2 separate regions of the Sus scrofa genome follow, and region 1 is linked to region 2. A link is a contact called in public HiChIP or PLAC-seq data. All regions are on one chromosome and are shown on one strand. The core of a region is the stretch at or near the end of the contact, and the rest is flanking DNA. Distances in the headings are between cores, read along the strand shown. Region 1 overlaps DGKH (diacylglycerol kinase eta). Region 2 overlaps DGKH (diacylglycerol kinase eta).

The links. HiChIP or PLAC-seq counts read pairs in DNA pulled down with a chosen protein or histone mark.
Region 1: a contact with region 2 is called in an H3K27ac HiChIP or PLAC-seq map of alveolar macrophages. The contact joins two enhancer-like sites. A contact is called at or near these places in 2 of 5 promoter capture datasets (liver and skeletal muscle), 2 of 47 Hi-C or Micro-C datasets (embryonic fibroblasts and fibroblasts) and 1 of 2 datasets of contacts at active chromatin or transcription factors (alveolar macrophages).

Annotation. Positions count from the first base shown.
Region 1 is chr11:24,961,009-24,965,406 of Sscrofa11.1, reverse strand. DGKH (diacylglycerol kinase eta) reads left to right here. Exons shown (of 32, transcript XM_021065624.1): 2 at 1,733-1,936. Among named protein-coding and RNA genes, the nearest start is that of DGKH, 7.7 kb to the left of the region's middle. Within about 2 kb of position 1,781, at least 66 of the 83 cell types and tissues checked have an H3K27ac peak or open chromatin away from gene starts, as enhancers often do. A contact at or near this core is called in alveolar macrophages, where this site is marked.
Region 2 is chr11:24,922,958-24,927,377 of Sscrofa11.1, reverse strand. All of the region lies in intron 2 of DGKH (diacylglycerol kinase eta), which reads left to right. Among named protein-coding and RNA genes, the nearest start is that of DGKH, 46 kb to the left of the region's middle. Within about 2 kb of position 1,342, at least 5 of the 83 cell types and tissues checked have an H3K27ac peak or open chromatin away from gene starts, as enhancers often do. A contact at or near this core is called in alveolar macrophages, where this site is marked.

The DNA of each region.
Region 1 (4,398 bases), core at 532-3,031, 38 kb before region 2:
TTTACAGAGCCATACATTTATTTTGCCCAATTCCTTCCCTTCTTCAAGAAGACAACTAAGGCTAGAGAAGTAGCCTCCATCAATCAGTATTAGGTGGCAGCAATCGCCTGTCTTTGCAGATTCAAACTAACCAGCACATTTTACATTTCAATTTAATCTACAGTGTGGATAGACAGTAATATTGGGACTGCGTGTTGTGTCTTAAAAGTCTCTAAGGACTGCGAGTTCTGTCACAGCAAGCAAATTATTGAAAGATTGAAACTAAAAAAAAACAAAAACCAGAACAAGCCAATAGAATCTTAGTTTGGAGGACCCTTTAAAGGTCATGACAACTGAAAAAATTCGATTGAGTCCTGAAGGGCGTGAACACGCTGAAGAGAACCACTGCTTTCCTGAAGTGTGAAGAGGCTCCAGAGTCTAGCAGGGACTTTTTGCCCTACTTAAAAATAAGCTAACACCACTTTGCAATTCTCTGCGAGTGACACGAGGACTCTGTCACTTTAGTCTCTTCTCCCCGGAGCCCTCCCACACCTTGCAAGGGTTCTTTGACGCCAGGCGTGCACAGGGCACCGCAAGGCTGCTGGTCCCCAGTGTCCGCTCTGCCAGCTCGCGGTGACGAGTTGTGAGCGGTGGCTGCCGCCTGTTGATCCCATTTCCTCCGGCTCTAGCCCGGGTTAGGGAGTGGCTCTCCCAGGACTTCCACTGTTTTCGTGCTCAGGCACTGGTGTTTCACACGGCTCCAGTGCATTGTTTTCTTCCAGGCGGTCTCGGTTAGAGCTTCAGCCTAGACATTTATTTGCATTCTGTCCTCTCGGGCTGCTTGTACTCTCTCGTTTCTGCGCTCTCTCCACGCCCTTCCCGGTTTCCTGTTAGCCAAAGGGATCGCTCTTTCTGAACGAAAAGTTCTCAGAGCGGAGTGGAAGCTCCCGGAAAATGCTCTTCTCTTCCGTGTGCGCCGGATGGGGGTGGGGGTGGGCCAGAAACTAAAGGCCACGGGTCGGGAGAGCTGAAAGGACCCGAACCCCAAGGCGGAGGCGGGAGAGGTACGGTTCCTCCGAGAAGGGCTAGGGGATCGGGAGACAGACAAGGGGCAGCGCCCATGCATCTCGGGGCCGGAGGGGACTTTTCTCGCGGAAATGGGCGGCGAGGCCCAAGTCTCTCTGGAGAGATTCTGGATCCAGGAGGTGGCGGGCGCACCCAGGGGAGTCAGTCGGGAGGAAGCCCTAGGTTCCCTTTCTGTTCCTGGAGCCGTTCCTGCCCCGTCTCCCAGGAATCGCTGGAGGGAACATCGCCACTGCCGGGCCTGCGGGGGTGGGTTGCAGAGGTTTCTCGTCGCCTCTCCCTCCCGTCCATCCCGAGGACCCTAGACCTTAGAGGAAGTGGGAGGTTGCCCCGAGCTTTCTGTCTCTCCCGTCTCTCTACCCGCGCGGGTCGTATTCTGGGTCAGAAACCCTGTACCATCCCGATGCTGGGTGTGCTGGGATCCCAGGCTGGCCTGGGCCCGAGTCCCCCTTGCCCCACATCGGGCGCCGCTCTGGAGGGAGCAGGGCACGGGGTCCTGAAGGGCGCCTGCCGGGAGGGCGAGTGGTCCCCGGAGACCCTCCTCCCGCGGGGGCGGCTGGGGGTGGGGAAGATGGCGGCGACTGGGCGCGGGGCCCCGGGCCGGGCTCAGGCAGAGTCCACCCACTGACCGCCGCCGTCGCCCCCGCCGGGCGGTGCTGTGTCCCCGCAGGAGTCAGAGAGGATGGCCGGGGCCGGCAGCCAGCACCACCCTCCGGGCGCCGCGGGAGGAGCGGCCGCCGGGGCCAGCGCCGCGGTCAACCCCGCCACCGCCTCGGCGGGGCCTGGAGAGGATTCTTCTGACAGTGAAGCGGAGCAAGAGGGACCCCAGAAACTGATCCGCAAAGTGTCCACCTCCGGGCAGATCCGGACCAAGGTGAGGCGGGCCGGAGGGGAGCGTGGTAGACGGAGGCGGCGGGGCAGGGAGGAGGAGAGAGAGCGCCGGAGGCGCAGGGAACGCGCCAGGCGATCCCGGGAACGTGGGGCGCTGAGGTGGGGGCGGGGTCTGGGCCAGGGGTGGGCCCGGGGGCGGGGCCGGGGGGGCGGAGCCCGCGGGAGCTGGACCGCGCGCCCTGGGAAGGGATTCCCGGACCGCGCGCTGGGGCCTCCGTGGTGGGCAGGGGCGGAGGGGAAGGGAACCTGGGAGCGTGGGAAAAAAGCCAAAGTGCTGTTTTGAGTTCCCACTCAAGGATCTAAAAAGGAGTGTTTTATTTTTGGTCCTACCTGTCCTGCATTGGTTCGGGAGAGTATGTGCGTTGGGCAGAGCGAGAAGTGCAGGCTGACCAGCCTGAACTGCAGTGAATCTCGCCACCTTTTCTTCCCATGGGTAGCAGTCTCCCCGGCCCACTCTGAGAGGGCGAGTGGGGAGGTGACCTCCGACAGCCCCTGTGCCCCTTTGCTGCCCTTTGGAAGGCAGGAGCCGCTTGGCGACGCCAGTGGTAAATGATGGTCGCAGTTAACCGCAACCTGAGAGGCGCAAACGGCAGACCTTGCGTCGTAGGTTCCCTCTAAGTGCACAGTTCAGGGCTTATCAACACAGCCATGGTTATTTTTAATGATGAAAAGTAACCTTTTTGTGTTACATATGGTGATGAGCATGCCGTGTTACTCTTGTTTCTGATGTCCGTACTGTTGACGCGTGAGGGCTCAAAGTTGAGAGTTTTAATCTGAATATGTATCTCTCAAATGCTTATGACTGAAGGATTATTTATATATTCTAATTTTTATCATACTTTAGAAATAATCACGCGGGGGATCACTGGGGGACTTTAACGAGGGATTTGAAAAGGGAACCAATAAAATCATTGGATTTGTATGCGCTTTAAAAATAAATTTGCAAGTTAATTTATTCTATGTCTATTTTTATGAGAATTTGTTTTCTAAGAATAATAGGCCCCTATATGAAAAGAGAAGTTTTATTGTATGCCTATGGATGCATGTTTGTATTTGCCTGCCTCCTTCTTTTCTAAAATATGTTTGAGTACACACACAGTGTTAACAAGGTTCGCTTAGCTTTTTTTTATTTTTATTTTTTATTTTTTGCTTTTTAGGGCCGCACCCGTGGCTATGGAGGTTCCCAGGCTAGGGGTCGAATCCAAGCAACAGTCCCAGCATAAGCCACAGCCAGAGCAACGCTGGATCCGAGGCGCATCTGCAGCCAACACCGTAGTTCATGGCAAAGCGAGATCCTTAACCCACTGAGCAAGGCCAGGGATCAAACCCAGCATCCTCATGGATACTAATAGGGTTGATTCACAGCTGAGCCACGAAGGGATCTGTCCCCCCCCTTTTTTTTTGAATGAAGTGTAGTTGACTTACAATGTTGTTGCTTCATTGTCTAAGTGCACATCTTGTAACACCTTTTGATAGTGAATTTTTAATTTAATGGAATTTGTGATAAGAATATGGGGTTTAATGTATTTTTAAAAGATTAAGGCTAAACAAGATAGCGACTTTCCTAACAGCAAGTGCCTTTAATATTTGATGTCTTAATTTAATGAAAAGTTCACAAAACTGTGTTAATAATGGAGAGAATGACAGGTTTTTTAAAAAGTCATATTTTTATGTGTTCAACCGAAATGATTAAAATTCCATGTATACTTATTTCAAGGTTGACCAGTAAATTTATACAGTTTGGAAGAAAATTTAGAGATTACTCTCATTTGACTTGAGTAAAGTCAAACAACAGATTTATTGGGCACAGCACTAAAATTTGTAGGTTTCTTGAACTCATGGTAATAGTTACAATTATACTCTTTAATTTGATATTATCTGTGGTTTGGGATAAAGCATGTATATAATCCAGAGGAAGAGTAAATTCAAAAGGCATGTTGATTGTTGGTTTTCCATTTAACGTTCTGACAAAAATAGAGCAGAATGTTTTGCCATGATTAGGGATAATTAGTGAGCATTAAATGAAATGTTCCTTATATTTCCAAAGATGTGTGGAGTTCCTGAAACTCTGCCTTTTGTACTAGCTTTTACGAGCGCACACAAGTTCATTAACATTATCATATATGAACACGTGAGATCAGGGCCTAAGATGTGGTTGAAAGGGGAAGGTGGCCTCCACCTTCCTGTCTGTCCCACCCCAATCCAGACTGTTCATATCTGCTACAGATTTCATGTGTTGCATCTCCTACCACATAAACTGATTCTCAGGCATGAGGGCAAGGGCACTGGGGGGAATTCATAGAATGAGAATTGCTAACTGTAACTGTTGGATTCTCATCAATAAGAATTAAGGGAAAAGATCTTTAGAAAGGGACAGACACTCTTTTGCTCCCTTCCCCAGATGTGTAAGATGCAAGAGCCTGGAGGAGAAGGAGGCCCCGGGAC
Region 2 (4,420 bases), core at 93-2,592:
AGCTGAGACCTGCGAGATAACTAAATAAATATCTGTGGTGAACTGGCCAAGACTATCTTTATAGGGCACAGGGAACCTTTGAGAATGTAGTAACTGTTTGTAAATCATAATATTATAGTTCATATTTGTAAAATGTATGTGAACAAAGTTTCAAGGTTTCCTCTTTCAGCTCTCCTGCCCCCTAAATCCCTACAAAATACTGGCCATCCTACCTCCATAAAGTGCCCAGGATGGTCATGGCTCCATGGAGTACACTTTGAGATACAGCTGTGTAAGGAGAAAAGTACAGCGATTGTGATTTGGAGTTTGTGGCAATAGGTGGTTTGAAAGCGCTGATAGTTTTCAAAATAGAAGCAACAGGGCTGCTGTGATGGAGCAGACATACCTCTTGACATGTTAAAAGAAATGATCAACGATGGTAGCTATGCTGTCTTTTACATAGATGGAATGGATTGTTCTGGGAAAATGTGTAAAGTAGAACAAAGGAAAAACAATGCTGGGATTTAAGACTCTGAAACATAGTCCTATGCTTTTTGCTTTTTTTTTTTTTTTTTTTTTTTTTAGCTAGGTAGGCAGAGTTTTTAAATTGAAATAATGACTTTTTAAAAAATATTTTAACTCTTGGAAAATCCATGGATATTTGAAGTGCATAGTCCGAGTTCTTTCTTTCCTCTATGAATTTCTGTAGCAATAAGAAATACCTCTCCAAAGGTACTTACTGTGTAGTGATGTGTATGTGTGATGTCTGTGTTTTTAATCTCATCTGTTGTTAGACTTTAATTCTCTTATAAGAGCAGTGAGAACAAGGATCTTTCATGCATCTTTGTATCAACCTTGGTTCTGAAAGCACTGCTTTAAATATAATCAGATATTCAGTAAGTGTTTATTAATGAATAAGTGGGCAAATCTTTCTTCTCCTTTCTATTATTTTGCAGCCTGTGCAATGCTGAAATATAAGGACAGGTCTGAAAATTACTGCATAACTTTATTGTTACACAGTCAACCAGAGGATTGATATTTTTACTTTTCCATGTTTCTAATCCACTGAGTAAAAAGCCACTCCAATGTTTATCCTTCCAACTGTAGTTTTTTTCTCAAGCAAACAGCAAACACTTATTCTAGTATGTTCCTTTAAACTTGAGCTAATAGATTTTTAAAGAAATTAAGAATGTAATCAATAACAAGAAAAGTTTGCCTTTCACCATCATGGAGTAAGAGAGACTCCATCCCTTAAACAACTGTACTAAACAGTGGTTTTTAGGCAACAGACGCACATGACTATGATCCCTTAGAGCAAGGAGAGGGTGTGTGACAAAGTGCAAGCCCTGTGATTGCCCCAGCTTCCTGTCTGGAGAGAATTTCCAGGTCACAGTGCTGGAAGGGAAAACCAAAGAATGTCCCGTGGTCTTGCTAAGTTGAAACAGAGTTCAGAGTTTGAGGAGGGGTTAGAATTTGTGGGGAAATATCAGAAAGGTGGGAGCTGCACAGAAAGAAAGCTTAGGGATCTGCTGAGGCCCCTTGAGTCTTTGGCCAAGAACTTCTACTGTACATGCATAGGAGAAAACTATCTGAGGAAAGAAACACCAGAAAAGAGTAGTTAGAACAATCCTAAGAGCACATACATATCTGGGAATAGTTCATTTTCACACTGGAGAGAGTGGAAAGACCTCAGGCCTCAGGTGGGATCCTTAGAAAGGCATTGGTTCAGTAATGGGGACTAATTAGCCCTCGACTAAAGGCTACTTTGTACATGTCCTAACGCAGTTTACAAGTAAGCCTCAAAATAATTTAACTATATCCCATTACAAAGGCCAATGCACAAATTCCAGACCAACAACATAAAATTTATAATGTTCAATGTCTAATTAAAAAAATCACAAGGCATACGAAAGCAGGAAAATTTGACCTGCAAACAGAATTAAAAGCAATCAGTAGAAACCAAATTAGAAATGAAAGAGATGATAGAATTGACCAACAAGGTCTTTAAAATAACTATTATAAGGATACTTCACTTGTTTAAGGAGGTAGATAAAAACATGAACATTATGAGAAGAGAGAAGAAAATTATAAAAAAGGACTCAAACTCTACTTCTGGTGATGAGAAGTGCAATACTGAAAATGAGAAAATGAGAATTAGAAGATTAGATACTATAGAAGAAGAGAGTAGTGAATTTGAAGACATAATTATCTATAAAATATAATAAAAAGTTGAAGCTCTGCTCATTTTTTTTTTCAATGAGCTGTGGGACAATATCAAGCTTTATATATATATAAATGGAGTCCTGAGAGGAGGGGAGATTTTAAAAAGTACTTAAAGAAATGAAGGCCACAGTTTTCCCAAATTTTATGCAAACTACAAATGCACAGATCAACGAAGCTCAGTCCAGCCCAAGCAGAAGAATCATGAAGAAAATGATACCAGGGCACAGCAAAATCAAATTTAACAGCGAATCTCAAATTGTATGTTATTACTAACACATAGAAATATAATCATTTTGTATATTGAATTTATATTCTATGACAGTGTTTAAACACACTAGTTCTAGGAACTGTTTTGTAGAATCCACATTTTTCTTTTTACAGGTAAAAATTATATTGTTTATGAATAAAGATACTTTTACTTCTTTGTTTCCAAATTGTATTCCTTTTATTTCTTTTTCTTGCCTCATTGCACTGGCTAGGACCTCTAGTATATGGTTGAGTTGATATAATGCGAGGAAACTTAAGTAAAAAAAAAACACCATCGTATGGCTAGTGAAGTAATTATATATGATATGTAAATAAATAAGATTTAAGCTTTCATTTTAAAAGAGAAAACTTGCAGATATCATACTTAACATAGGTGCTGTATCTTCATCAAGTATATCTCAAGTTAAAAAAATATTTAACATAACATTATAAAAGTTGCATTTTAATACCCAATCAGAATTATCTTCAACCTTTACAATAAATGAGAATCAAGCTTGAACCCACTTTTCAGCCATTTTTAAGAGATAAGAATATACTTTATTTCCCCATGGATATTTTCGTAATTCCTTTTTCTTTTTCATGAAAACACATTCAAGATTCCACACTGTATCCTAGCCCTTAGGGCTGTTCCTTGCACAGGGCTGGTGCTCAATGTGTGTTTGTTAAATGAATGAACTTTAAATATTTAGATGACTAGTAATCTTTTTATGAACCCAGTAAATTGAACAGATAACTTTGCATGCTTTAGAAAAAACTATTTAAAATTTTATGACTAGGAAGGAGATCCTGTTGTGGCACAGTGGAAACGAATCTGACTAGGAACCATGAAGTTGCGGGTTCGATCCCTGGCCTTGCTCAGTGGGTTGGGGACCCAGCATTGCCATGAGCTGTGGTATAGGCTGGCAGCAACACCTGTGATTATACCCCTAGCCTGGAAACCTCCATGTGCTGTGGGCGCGGCCCTAAAAAGACAAGAGACAAAAAAACAACAAACGAACAAACAAAAAAAACCTATATGACTAAATTAAAGAAAATGGAAACAAATGCTATCTCTGTAAATACGAAAGAAGTGTTTAAAAAATAATTCAGAGCAGTCTCTAAAGATTTTTTAAGCAGATACACTGTCCACAAGCAGCGTATGGAAAAAGATGAACATTTTGAGAAGGAAAACAATCCGTAGACATTGCTGAACTTCACATGTGATTAGGCAAAATACCCAGAGTTAAGCGCCTCACATCCATTTCATAGAGTCTTATAAGGCAAATGTGAGCAGCTAGAGTCAATAACTTAAGGTCACTTTACTCAGCCATTCAAGAGTGTCACATTCGTTGGTGATCTTCTATCGCCCCATATTTCCATTTGTAGTTCATGATGCTTCAAAATGCTATAAACTGCAGTTACACTTTTTTTCCTGATTAGTGTCAGCTTTTCCTGCTCCTTTCACTAGCAGTCTGGTATAGTGGGAAGGTAGTGGACCTGTTTTGAATTCTGTCACTTCCTACTTGGGAAAATCCCTTAAACGTTCGGGCTTCCTTTTACTCATCTGTAAAATGGGCTAATAATACTCAGTCCACAGTGTGGCCAAAGTGAGTCAGTAAATTTGTTTCTTCAGTCATAATTACAAGTTAAGATTTTGTGGTGAAAAAAGCATTGCAGTTGAAATTTTGACTTCTCCAGTTTGATCTTGGGCAAGTGAATAATATTATCTGCCTCACAAAGAATAATGACCTCATAAAGTTTAAGAATTAAAGGCCATATGTAGAAAACATTCAGTAGACTTTAATTAGTATAAAATGATATAAAAAGTAGTTACATATACAAAAATCAATTCGAAATGGATCAAAGACTTGAACATAAGACCTGAAACCATAAAAGGCAAGAAGAAAACATAGGTGGTAAGCTCCTTTAGCACTGGTCCTACCTATAACTTTTTGCAGTTGACACCAAAGCC